2 separate regions of the Rattus norvegicus genome follow, and region 2 is linked to region 1. The links are chromatin contacts, called in public Hi-C maps. All regions are on one chromosome and are shown on one strand. The core of a region is the stretch at or near the end of the contact, and the rest is flanking DNA. Distances in the headings are between cores, read along the strand shown. Region 1 overlaps Prkca (protein kinase C, alpha). Region 2 holds the start of Prkca (protein kinase C, alpha).

Region 1 (6,457 bases), core at 3,665-6,164:
GCCAGGGGGGTCAGAAGGGACAGTGAGGGGACCAAAAAAATCCTGGGAGCTTGCTGACTGGCCAGCCTAGGCAATGAGCTCCAGGATTACTGAGAGACATTATTAATATCCAATCTGGCCATCTCCATAGACCCTCAGAGATGAACAAGCTGTGAGGTAGAGTTATAATCTGTGGTGCCACCTGAGGACAGAGGTCAAAGGCTATTTGACACACCAGAGTACCTGGTCTTAATTAGCGATGTATTGATTGCTGACAATAACCCTCCCTCTAGGGAAAGGTATTGATGGAAACGTGATTTTGAAGAAATGAAGTATTTGCTCAGTGTGACAGTCACCTGTGGTTGTCATCTTGAGGGGATCTAGAGTCACACAGGAGACAAGTGCTGGGCAGGTCTGTTGAGGGATGATCTAGATTTGGCTGACAGGATTTACATTAACTGTGGTGTCAGCATTGCATAGAACGGGGCTCCTGGACTTAATGCAGAGGAGGAAGGAAACATTTGACAACTGACGTACAGTGACCAGCCCAACTTGAGCTCCTGCCAAAATGGCTTCTCCACCACAGTGGACTGCCAGTCCAAATAAACACTTCCTTATGCTGGGTTTTCAGGTGTTTGACCCTGGCAATGAGAGAAGTAACTAGTGCATAGTCCGCAAATGGAAACAGAATTAATCCTGTTTCAGGAAGTAGAGAATCTGCCCCGGATAAGGCCAACGGTCTTTATCTTATATATCCTTACATTCTAGGATTCATGGGAAGCTTTTAGAAATGAAATTAAAAGGCACACATCAGTCTCACATACACCTCAAAGGCAAGGAACAATTTGGAACGGGATGCCTTGTCCCCTGCCTCAAACATCCTACAGGTCCGTCTACACACTCACTTGGCTAGAGGTGCGGGTTGCCCATCCGTCTGCAAGGAGAAAGCTGACTTGAGGATTCCCTTTGGGGATTGATCACACTTGCTTCCTCTTCTACTCGAGAGGCTAAACATTTGCCTCAGAGTGGCATCTCCTTGCCTTTGCCTGTCTCTCCAATAATTAAACCCTAGAATGTCAGGTCCTTCAAGGCTGCTTCAAAAGGGCAATCCTTCGTATTGAAATGAGGGGGCTTCTGGTGCCCTTTAAGTCTGAGTTGTCTGACACCTGGGGAATTAATTACCAGGTTTACACGGAGCAGGTCCCCAAGGCCAGGCGAGGCCAGGGAGCTCCAACTGCTGCTGTGATTCTGCTCTGTAAAAATGCAAACTGCTTCAGTCTCATTAAGCAGCGGCCCAGAGATAGGTCTGGGGAGTTTCTCTGGTACCATGTGGCTGTGACGCAAGTTCCTATAGCCTCTTCCTGGTACCAGCACCCAGATCAAGCCATTTTCCAATTCTGCTAAAGGAAAGAAACACATGAACATGTGGAGCAGGTGTACGGATGGATGGACGGCTGTCTCTACCCAGAGCAGAAACAACTTCCAGTTCTGCAAACCTCTGAGTGTGTGTGATTCCTATGACTCTTTTATCCACACCATGTGCCCCAGGTACCTTGGACCTATTCTCCAAGTTTCTTTTCTCTTCCCTACAAAGCTCCAAATACCTGTCTGAGAAGCTGTAGACTTTACCCCAATGGTTTGTGCATTCACATCTCAGAAATAAAGTCCAAGGGACCCCACATCAAATACTCATCCTCAGAGCTGAAGGAGCTGCAGACAGTTCCTTGTCCCACTTCCAAACAACTCCTCAGTAGCACAAATGACAGAATTAGGCAGCCTGGGAGGCAACTAAATGTGAAAAGCCTCGCGAAGATTTTTGCAGCTAAATTATGCTAATTTCCAAGATCATATCATTAATACCAACTCATAAAATTAGATCGGCAGATCAGTTGCTTAGCAGATAAGTTGGAGAGGAATTTATTTTTCTGCACTTGTTTTGAGGTGTCTATGGCTCTGTTTGCTTACGTGTGTTTCTGGGTACACGTCCCTACAGTGCCCGTGGAGGCCAGAAGAGGGTGTTAGATCGCCTGGGACTGGAGTTAAAGTCAGTTGTGAGCTGTCATGTGGGCGCTGGGAATCAAGTTCATGTCCTCTGGGAGAGCAGATGGTGCTCTCAACTACCGAGCCTTGCTTTTTCTTTCCTTTTAAGACTCCTGTGATAAGGGGCCACAGAGAAGCTGTTATCTGATAAATGGATTGTGTTTGTTTTCATTATATTTTATTTTCTCTACTGAACATTAATCTCTTAATACTTCTCTCTCTCTCTCTCTCTCTCTCTCTCTCTCTCTCTCTTTAAAATAAATTTGATGTCCATCACATCTATTCCTACACTGAACAAATCACCACCCTGGGTATGGAGCAGCAAGAAAAGGATGGGAAGATGCCTTCCTAGCAAGCCCTGGTACCATAACAAGCTTTGTCTTCAGCAAATACGTTGGTCACAAGTAGATCCCCAGAACGCCATGGGGAGACTGACATATGACCAGATACAGAGTGGGAGGAGCAGACTTGGAGGGGAAGGGCAGAGTGGGAGGGGTCTTGAAAGTGGTGGCCACAGAAAAAGGAGGGACATCGTAACCATGGAGACTCTGGCATTTTGTGGGGTGACATTTTCTGCCCTCACAAGGCACCCCACCATAGTCTGTGGCCTTCTTGCTTGGAATGAGCCCAAGTTGAAAACTACAGCCCATGAGGGACCTGAGCTGAGCTATATTCCCTTCATGCTTCCTGAGGAGAGAAAGCGAAGCCTTGGAGAGATTTGGAAAACAGAGAAATGACCCCCTGGGAGATAGGAGGGAGCAGTGAGTGGAATGGCTGCTGGTCCCCACTCTTCTGTCTTGACTCGGGTAAGGGTTAACTCCACTGCCAGCTTCCTACGGCCCATCAGAGAACCACCTTAGGGCTCTTGGTCGAATGACACTGTAGGTACTTTGTCCAGTCACAACCTGGATTTGGATGCTTATAGGACATTGCTGCATCCACTCCCGGTCAGCGTGCAACTGAGAAGGTCAGGATGATGTTGGGACCAAACCAAGTAGAGGAAAGTGCTCTCGTTAAAGCCAGACATCAGCTGCTGCTCACAAGTGTTGGGCCCTGAGAGAAATGTGCACTCTGACTCGCCAAGAAGAAAAGTGCATCTTCAGAAGCAACTTGGTCGGCCGAGTGCAAGCCACTGTTCTCAGGTGACAAATGTGTTTGTGGCAGCCAGAGATGTAGCCTGCCCTACCAAAATGAGAACCTGGAATTCCTCAGCTTCAGAAACAGCCATGGAGCTGCAAGAAGTTTTGCTTTGACTTAGAGACAACAAAAAGTAGCTTGCTTGCTTTCTAGCTTACTTTTTTTTCATGTATGTTACCTTTCCTTGTAGTTAAAACTATGAGGCACAAACCCAGATAAAGCAGAAGCCCATTCTGTATAGTCATTTCTTAAGGCCAAATTAAACAGAAAATATTCATTTATTTGATTAACTTTATCATTCAAGAGACATCAGTCTTCAGCTTGCATTTTAGCTGAGCAGAAATATAAAAAAAGAAGCTGAGAGGGAATGGGGGACAGCAAGCTAGCATTCTCAAGACCAAAGGTGTCACAGTAGGGAGGAGAATGAATGGTGAGAGGAGGAACTTGGCATGTGCACTCTGCAGAGCAAAGAAAGCAACCTTTAATGTACAAACAAAAATCACTCTGCCTTCATTTGATGAATTCGTATTTGATTATTTTTGAGGCGCAAAGGACGAAACTACAGTCTCCTCAATGTGGGGCAACGATCGACCACTGAGGCCCCATCTCAGCCCCCTTCCTAATTTAAAAGTACCAGGATGGGCACCATTTCTGGTATTTTCTTGAGCTCAAGAAAAAGATGTTCCCCTAAGCATTTCTGCTCACTATAAAGTAAGACATCACTGAGTCTCTTTTTACAAATGAGGAAACTGGGTTTGTTTACCTTAAGCCAACCAGGAACAACATGTTATATTTTAATAACCGTTCCGAGTAGAATCTGCTGTTGTAGCATGCAGTGGGGAGACAGCAAGGGATCAATGCCTCATTCAAACTCCTTGGTGTCCATGAGCCTCAACTGTTCATGGTAATCGTTATGTCCAATGCTAGGGTCTCAGTTTGTAAGGTACTATGTAGGCTAAAATCTCCCCACACCATCTCTCGCCAGCAGGTGAGACGTGTGGCTAAACTTCTGCAAGCGGCTGAAAGCCGGAGAATGAGAAGACTTGCTACACAGAAAGCTGCCATTAGAACCCATGCCTTCAGAGAAGCTGAGGTGACAGCGCATGGCAAACCTTCTCTTGCAGTTTCTGCTTGGGCGCTAGTGTGGTTTTACTTTCAGTTCAAGCATGCCTTGCTACAGTGAAAAATGAATCACTCTCCGGTATCAAATGCCAGCTTCAAACTTCAACCTGAGGACATGAGCAATTTCCAGCCTCTTTTAGGAAGGAAGAAGGGTCACAGTTTGGATTCCCACTGAGGCTTTCCCTCCTTGACCCCTGTGGGAGAGAATGCCACAGGCAAAGCTTTTTCTAGTAGCATTGATCCAAGTCCCACTCTTGTCCCCTGCCCTGGAGAGACGTGGAAATAAGGTTGACTTTTATTTTAAAATCTCAAACATCTAAGTCTTTGTGCTTTACAGCAAAATGAGTGATGTCTGAATTTTAGTGGGAGACGTATCAGTTCTTGGCAGCATGGAGTCTAACTTTGATTTATTTATTTTTGCAACATCCAATGTGGCAAACTTACGGTGAATGATCATTTGCCAAGAAGTTCGTTCTGTGTTGTGATGAGTACAAAAAGGACCTGGAAGGGAGAGGCAGCTGCTTGCTGTTCACTTGGAAACTTTCCAGAATAACTCAGAGCCCCCTTAACTCCACACCAAGTGCCTAGAAGCCCAGAGAGGGCTTCTGGAGTTAGAGAGCTTGCCAGAAGCGCATGACGCATACACAGGCCCTTTGGCTCAGTTTCAAGCTCTCAGCCACTCCGCGAGGGACCCGTCCCCACCTCTCTGCTCGGCTGCCAGATGTTTCCTCCACCCACACATAAATTCTTTCCACATGTGCAGCTCGATTGCCAAAAAACATCTATCCATTGACTATAGAAAAAGGTACAGGCTTGCCCGGGAATCTTTACAAATGCTAGGGACGGCGCTCTGCACACAGCAGTGAGCGGTAGATGCGCTGTGTTTCCTCAAGTGACAGAATTGACGATAGTTTCCTAGCACTCAGTGGGGAAAGTATTTGCTGCACAAGCATGGGGACCTGAGTTTGAATCCCCAGATCCCACGAAAGAGCCACCAGGGTGGCAGAGAAGACAGACAGACAGATCCCCAGGACTTTCTAGATAGACCTCAGGTTTACTGAGAGAACCTGTCTCAAATAGTATGGTGGAGAATTATAAAGGAGGGCATCCAAAGAAGACCTTTAGCCTCTGCACACACGTGCATGTTGCCTGAGCGCCCACACAGGCAAACACTGACAGGATGGCTTCCCACTGGAGAACTGGGCGCCAAAGGCAGAAAAGCTGCTGGCTTCTTACTGAGGTCATTGTGGTGCCTGGTGTGCTCTGTCTGTGTGTCTGTGTGCTCTGTCTGTGTGCCTGTGTGCTCTGTCTGTGTGCCTGTGTGCTCTGTGTCTGTGTGTCTGTGTGCTCTGCATGTGCATCTGTGTGCTTTGTATCCACATCTGTGTGCTCTGTATCCACATCTGTGTGCTCTATGTGTCTGCGTGTCTGTGTCCTCTGTGTGTCTGTGTGTCTGTATGCTCTGTCTGTGAGTCTGTGTGCTCTGTCTGTGTGTCTGTGTGTTCTGTCTATGTGCTCTACATAATGATACATGTATCATAGAGTCACACAGTACCCCAAATACTTATAACTTTTATACTTCCATGCATCAGTTTGATATTAAATTTAGAGGCTGGCAAAATGGCTGTGCAGTTAAAAGCAGCTGCCACCAAGCCTGAAAACCTGGGTTCAATCCCTAGGACTTACACGGTAGGAGAAGACTGACTCTTACAAGTTGTCCCTGACTTCCACATGCACTGTGGCAATATGCACCCAGCGAGCTGGAGGGTTATGGAAAAAGAGGCCTTGTCTCAAAAATCAAACAAACAAAATTATTATTATAGTCATCTAGCCGAGGTCATGACCATGACTTCAGGCACAAGGGTTGTGAGTGCATCTGCGCTTATCTATGACGTCACGGTCAAGTCTACAGTCAACGACACAACTCATCACCCTGCATGGTCACTGAAGCCAAGCAAGCCCACGCCTTTAAACTTGCTCGGAAACAAAACAATACAACTCTTGGTATAGGAAATAAGCCCAAAGCAAGTGTGAATTTTTAAACAAATCAACTTTGCAAGACAGGCCTGAGCTGGAAGACCTGTACTCCTGAATGATTCATCCCCAGGATGAATGCGGATGGATGACTCAGGGTCCCCGGGCAGGTTCTTCCTGCACATGTGCTGTGTAACACTCACAG
Region 2 (6,576 bases), core at 1,616-4,115, 130 kb after region 1:
TATGCTTTAAAATTGGGGATTGGAGGGGGGGACTTCCTTTTTTTTTTCTTTTTTTCAGAGCTAGGGACAGAACCCAGGTCTACCACTGAGCTAAATCCCCAACCCCAGGGGGACTTCCTTTTTAGTCCTGAAAACAAAGTAATTTTTTCTTCCTAAAGACAATCAAAAAGTAGCTTGTTAGAATTTTGTTTCAAATAGTATGTGTCTAAAAACTGTCAAAGAGTACCACTGTTTACATCTTATCTTGGCTGAAGGAATCCGATTAGAGGAAACATCTCTGCTATAGCGCATACTTGAGATTATCTGTGGTCTAATTTTCATGGAGAACCAAAGTCTATACTGAGGCCATTCTGTTCTTGTAAATCATTTTAGAGAATTGACTCTGTAAGCACAGAGCCCTGACGTGGATATTTGACTACAAACACTGTTCCAACAGAACGAACTGCATCAAAATGTTCTCCGAGGTAGCTCACAATCTCTTGCTTTGCATAGCATTTTAACCTTACAAAGCACTCTGCATTCCTTTATAATTATCTTAATGTCATCGCCCTACCAAAAAAAAATCTAAGTTCAAATATTTTCCTTTAAAATACAATAAATACTGAAATTAAATTGTAAACCAAAGACTCATAGGAGTCATAATGAAGGAAAACAGAGAAATTAAATCCACTGCAAGATGATCTTGGTGGGGGATTCCCAAGCCATCTAACTGGATGCTTTCAGATTAAGTGAAGCACTTGTGCTCCTGTGGACTACATCACAGGGAACCTGGTACCCAGAGTACCTCATCAGTTGGCGGGGGACTGATCCTCTGGACAGTGATAGTGGAGACTGATTAGTTAGCGTGGTAAAAATGTAAGTCCTTTTTCTAACGTATCTACTTCCTGTAGAAGTAATTATCACTCTAGCCCCTTTGAATACACTCTCGTGGTTAACATGGGAGGCTGCAAATCGCCCAACGCAATATCCTCCCTTTACCCGGATGCTAAAGTCATCTTAAGTAGCCTTATCTATGGTCACCCACTCCTTGAGCTGGATTGCTTCAGATGCTAACTACACTACAGAAACTGTCAAGTGGTTGCCTTGTTCACCAAGGTGCACTTCTGAATGATTTCTTAAAAGGAAGGAAAAATCAGGCATCTTATTGGCACCCTGATGGTGGGACTCCCCCTTTTAATTCTCTTCTCTGGGTGGATTCAGCGCCACTAGAGCCACTAGGATACCCAGTGTGTATAATGCTAGCCCGCTGACTGCTTGGTATCTAAGTGCACTTCACCCCTTATGGCTTCCCACCCAGGAAGGAGCTAAGGAGCCCCAGCCATAGCTCTTGCTTATAAGGAACTTTTTACTCCAAATCCACGGAGAAGAGTCAGAAAAAGCTGACACTTGATGTTCAAAGTCGTGGGGGGGGGGGGCTGGGAGTTCCCTTAGTTCCAGATCTCTAAGCATTGGGATGGGAGGGGCGATATTGACATTTTGAAAATCTGATGAAAGCTATAATTCTCTAAAAAAGTAAAAACGTAAATCTGCATAAATACAATCTTACCTAATTTTGCAGGCTCCAGAGAGATAGATCCCTGAGCCCCTCCTTCTATCAAGCCCCTCAGTTACCAAGGCTTGGCATTCAGTGGAAATCACCTGAGCGCTGACACCTTTAGCCATTACAGTATTTTTCTTAAATAAGCCCTCTGTCCTCATCAACTGGATTGCAGGTCTAATCTCCTGTTGACAGGGTCTATTTTAAATGACTCCCTCTGCCCTCTGCCATTTGCCTGCTAGGTTAGCCCTCCTCCCCCACTGCAAGCTTTCAACAGTTTGCTGCCTTCCATCTCTCTCCCTCCCCACCCTCCCCCCTCTGGGCTCACCCAGAAAAGTCAAAGTCTCCGTGCCCAGTAGAAACAGCCTACAGTAGGCAGGGACCCAAGGTTCCAGCGGAGTCCCAGCCCGACGCGAGGCACAAACACTCCCCGGAACGCGCCCAGCCTGGCTCGCCAGCAAGTTGGAGCGGCTCGCAGCGGCTCCCCGCTACTCCGGGGCGTGTTTCTTGCGCGTCCCGGGGCCACTCTGCCACCAGCATTCTCTTTTCCCGGTCCCTTCGCTCCCACCGGGCTGCATTGGCCGCTCCGCTTGGCGACGGGAAAGACCCGTGAGCCTACCAGAAGCGAGGGGACCTTCTCCCTCATCCGAGTCACCCCATGCCGAGCCATGAGTCCCTTCAGGGCAGGGCATGTGTGGCAGCGCCGGGCCACTTCCCAGGGAGTGTCCCGCGTGGGTGCGCGCCTGTCACTCCTGGCGAGAGTTCGGACTCCGGCCGGTCACTCTAAGTTCTCGGAGGAGTCCTGGCCATAAGAGTGAGGACGCGCCGGGGCTCAGAGACGTCCCCGAGCCCAAGTCCCCGGGACAAGGAGACCTGAGCCCCGAGCAAAGGTGGCTCCCGGGTCCCCCGGGCTGCCGCGCGCACCTACCAGATGAAGTCGGTGCAGTGGCTGCAGAAGGTGGGTTGCTTGAAGAAGCGGGCGATGAATTTGTGGTCTTTCACCTCATGCACGTTCTTCTGCCTCAGCGCCCCTTTGCGGGCGAAGCGGTTGGCCACGTCCTGAGACGCCGTGGAGTCGTTGGCCGGGTAAACGTCAGCCATGGTCCCCCCCAACCACCTCTTGCCTCCGCCGGGGAGCAGCAGCCGGGGAGGGCCGGGGTGGGCGGGGGCGGCGGCCGAGGTGGCGGTGCTGAGGTGCGGTGGTGGCGGCGGTGGCCGGGGAGAGCCGGGCGGGCGCTGCGCTGCTTGGAGCTGGGAGCTGAGCCGCTCTCTCTGGCTCTCTCTGGCTCTCTCCGGCTCTCTCGCTCTCTGGCTGGCCCCACGCTCACTGACAGCCCGGCGCCTGGCGCTCGCGCTTCCTACTCGCGGCAGCAAGAGGCGGCCCGGAGCGGCGCCGCCCACTGCGCATGCCCGGAGAGCTAGCGTGTGTATGTGTGCACGCGCGCGCGCGGACTGGAGTAGGAGCGCGCGGGGCGGGGACGCGCGCGGGGCGAGCCTAGGGCCTCTGAGCTGCGCTGCTCTGCACCGAGCTGGACACGCGTACTGGGTGGGGGGCCCTTGTGAGCCGGGCCAACAGCGGAGGGCGGCGGTCAGGGAGAGGCCCTGGAGATGCCCAGCCCAGGAAGAAGCCGAGAGGGGCGGGTCCTTCTCCTCCACCGCCCGCTTCTTTTCCTCCCTTTTCCTCTGCTTCCTCCTCCCTCTTTTTTCTCCTCCTCTCCTTCCGCTCGTCGTGCCCGGCCTCCTCCTCTTCCCCACCTTCCTCCACCCACTCACGCTTTCCTGCTCTTGCTTTCCTCTTTCTGGGATGGAAGTTGTGCCCCGGAGGAACCAAGCACAGGGCACCACCCTGATGCCACCCCCCCCCCCTTAGCAGGTACAGAGGTAGCTTCTTGTCTAGCTACCTGGACCCACCGGCATTTCGGGGTTTGTTGGCGTTTTATCAGCCTCTTACCCATTTAACCTTGTACCTGACCAAAATGCCATTCTAATCGTTTATGCCACTAAAATGGCCAAACCCTAACCCTCGCTCAGTTTAGAGTCGGTAAAAGGGAGCGGTTTTGAATAACTGATCGCGGGCCCTCTTACCTACCTTCGATCTTTGACCTGCAGTTCACCTGCTTATTTTATAGATTTGTACGGCAGCCGTAATCGCCCTGGAAGATGCCAGAGAGTGCTTGCCCTGGTTCGTGATGTTATTCATTGACTGTCAGAGCTGTAGTGCCGATGATGATCCAGCTCTCTTGATTTTCCATGTCCAGAACCTTAATTTAGAAATCATTTTGCATCCTAAGCTAATTGCTGAGATACTGGCAGGTGTAGAGTTCAGCCAGAACATTTGTAAATTACCAAGTAAAACTGCTCGTGAAGGAGTCGCTGGAATGGATCTGTATGCAAAGGGCGCGCTTGGGGCTGGGCCACCAGAGCGCCTGATGAATATTTATTAGGTCTGCCTGGAGGATTCTAAACCTGGTACCTAAGCGATCACTTCCCAGCAAGAAGTTCAGTGTCCCAATCTGCCTAGGGTGGTCTCGAACTCGAGGTAACACTCCTGTCGCAGCTCCTGGGTGCTGGAATTACAGGGATGAGCCATCTCATCAGCTTCGTTTATCGTTGAGTACAAATCCATCAAGACAATGTGCACTTTTAACTTGGACACCAGCGAGTGGCCCCCAGAGGATCAGGAACTTAAGAGCTCAAGTAAAGATCTTAAAAGAAGAAAAATCGTCTGAGATACTAGCTCCCAGCATATCCCGTAAACCATGAAGGACTATTCTTTTTCGAGAGGCCCTAATGGCGACTCTTGATGAAAAGATAGCTTCTACATTTAAACAAGTGTAGGCGGCTGATTGGCCATCAGTAGAGCGGGCTCTTCTCTGACCCATTTACAATCTGGTGAGCAAGTGTCTTAGGGTCACTATTGCTGTGACGAAACACCATGACCAAAGGCAACTTGGATAGGAAAGGGTTTGTTTGGCTTACGTATGTATCCTGAATCACAGCTCACTGAGAGAAGCTAAGCCAGGAGAGAGCCTGAGGGCAGGAGCTGATGCAGAGGCCATGCGAGACTGCTGCTTACTAGTTTGCTCAACCAGAATCACCGGCCCAGGGATGGCACTACTCACAACGGGCTGGGCCCTCCTCCATCAATCACCAATTAAGAAAATATCCTATGGGGTTGGGGATTTAGCTCAGTGGTAGAGCGCTTGCCTAGCAAGCACAAGGCCCTGGGTTCGGTCCCCAGCTCCGGAAAAAAAAAAAAAAAAAGAAAAAAAAAAAAAAAAAGAAAGAAAAGAAAATGCCCTACAAGCTTGCCTACAGCCCGATCTTATGGAGGGAATTATTTTCTCGATTGGTACCAGCTTGTGTCAAGTGGGTAGGGCTAGCCAGCACAGCCAGTACTGTTGGTGCTTGGTGCTATTCTATCTGGAAAGTAAATTTCAGCACTTCCAGGCCAAGGAGGCAAGGCGGGAAGGGTTGGGAGAAGAATGAAGAACACTAGGAAAATGGATGGAATTCTCAAAAACACAGAAACCAAAACCATCATGAGGGTCTCAAACCCTCCATGTTTAGTTGCTAATTGTAGTTGAAATGGGGCATGGTGGAACGAAGCCACAACCCCTCACCCAGCCATGTTTCATAAAGGCAAGCTTCTTTCTATTTCCCTGAAGCAGGGAGGGGGAGGTGCAGAGGAATGGAGGGTGGGGTTGCTTGGGCATTCTTGAACACAAATCAAAATCAGACAGGCTGGGCAGCAGCCTGGCATCTTCTGTGCACGCATTGAACTGTGCATCAATAGGAGGGAAGCCATGTCTCTTCCCTTTCGAGTTGTGGCTTTGCTCTCCTTGCTTCTGCCCTGTGGGTGTGAGGAGAAATGGCTAACTGAAAGCCCATTGCTTGCTAGCTGGGCTGAGTGTGATTGCATCAACTCCCTTGGCCCAGAGAGCTGTGCACCTGGAGTGGAGGACCGTCAGCTACTGAGCAATACAGCTGCATCGCGAGCATGGACTGATGGGAAGGGTTGGGTCACCATTCACCCATGCTGGCCACCCGACAAGATTCCTTCCACCTCGGGGTGGCTAAAATGGAGATGATTAAGGAAGTGGCCTCCTGGGCTCGGTGCTGGTGATTGTTTTTAATCTGTTGTTTCATGGAGAAGGTACCAGAAAAGAACTGAAGATGATGGGTGGGATGTGGCATCCATGCCCACCCTGATGTCAGTCCTCCTTGGAGAGGTGACAGCTACATCGTGGTGACGTAGCAGCTTGGTGCTGGGGTCAAAGCCGGGGTCTTGAATTAACAGTTTCAAACAAGAATGGTTTACTTCACATGGGTAGTCTTGACTTGGAGGATACGACTTGCTCTGGGAAACCGCACCCACTCTGCTTTCAACAGGGGCCATTTTCAAACCGGGCAGTAGGAACGGCTTAAGCACTGAAATAGCCTGTCGTAAAGATGAGCTCGTCACTTGGGCTTTTTCGACGTACTGCGTAGAAAGCTTGGGGAAAGGTAAGATGGCAGATTAGGATATATAACCCAGCAGATAGATCTACAGCGATTAGGAGGTCTGGAAATAAATAGACTGGGGTCTAAATGAGAAGAAGACTGGAAGAGCCAGGGGCCGTTGTCAGACAAGCGTCGAGAGCCAGTGAGTTAGAGGTCCCCACTAGAGATGAGTGCCAAGCCTTCCAGACACAGCAGAATGGGAAGCAACTAAAATCCAGGTCATATACTCCTCAACAAGGCACAGACCTCTGTCTTCTCAGGAGGAGTTCCAATATTCTTTTCTAACTCACAGAAAGATACCGTGGAGGTTAGTCGGGATCCCATTAACACTCTACTTGATTCCAGCTTTTGGCATTTGACCTGAAAGGACCTTCGGGTCTGGCCTTTAAAAGCAAGCTTTCATCTGAGACCTCTCTCAGCACCCTCAGTCTCACAGTGTCACTATCACCCTGTGGCTCAAACTGAAGGCCAAAGCGCCTTCCCACTCACCCCTTCAGCCTCCCCCCTCATCCAGTCTAAGAGGTGTCCTGTGTGCC

Evidence for each region. A called contact is a pair of places that touch in the nucleus more often than the background predicts.
Region 2: a Hi-C map of liver shows a contact between it and region 1, with 2.2 times the contacts expected there. The contact joins the promoter of Prkca here to the enhancer-like site in region 1.

Annotation. Positions count from the first base shown.
Region 1 is chr10:93,653,632-93,660,088 of GRCr8, forward strand. The region is part of intron 2 of Prkca (protein kinase C, alpha); the gene reads right to left. Among named protein-coding and RNA genes, the nearest start is that of Prkca, 130 kb to the right of the region's middle. Within about 2 kb of position 4,915, at least 16 of the 93 cell types and tissues checked have an H3K27ac peak or open chromatin away from gene starts, as enhancers often do. A contact at or near this core is called in liver, where this site is marked.
Region 2 is chr10:93,784,462-93,791,037 of GRCr8, forward strand. Prkca (protein kinase C, alpha) reads right to left here and starts at 2,866. Exons shown (of 17, transcript NM_001399299.1): 1 at 2,466-2,866. The coding sequence starts at 2,638.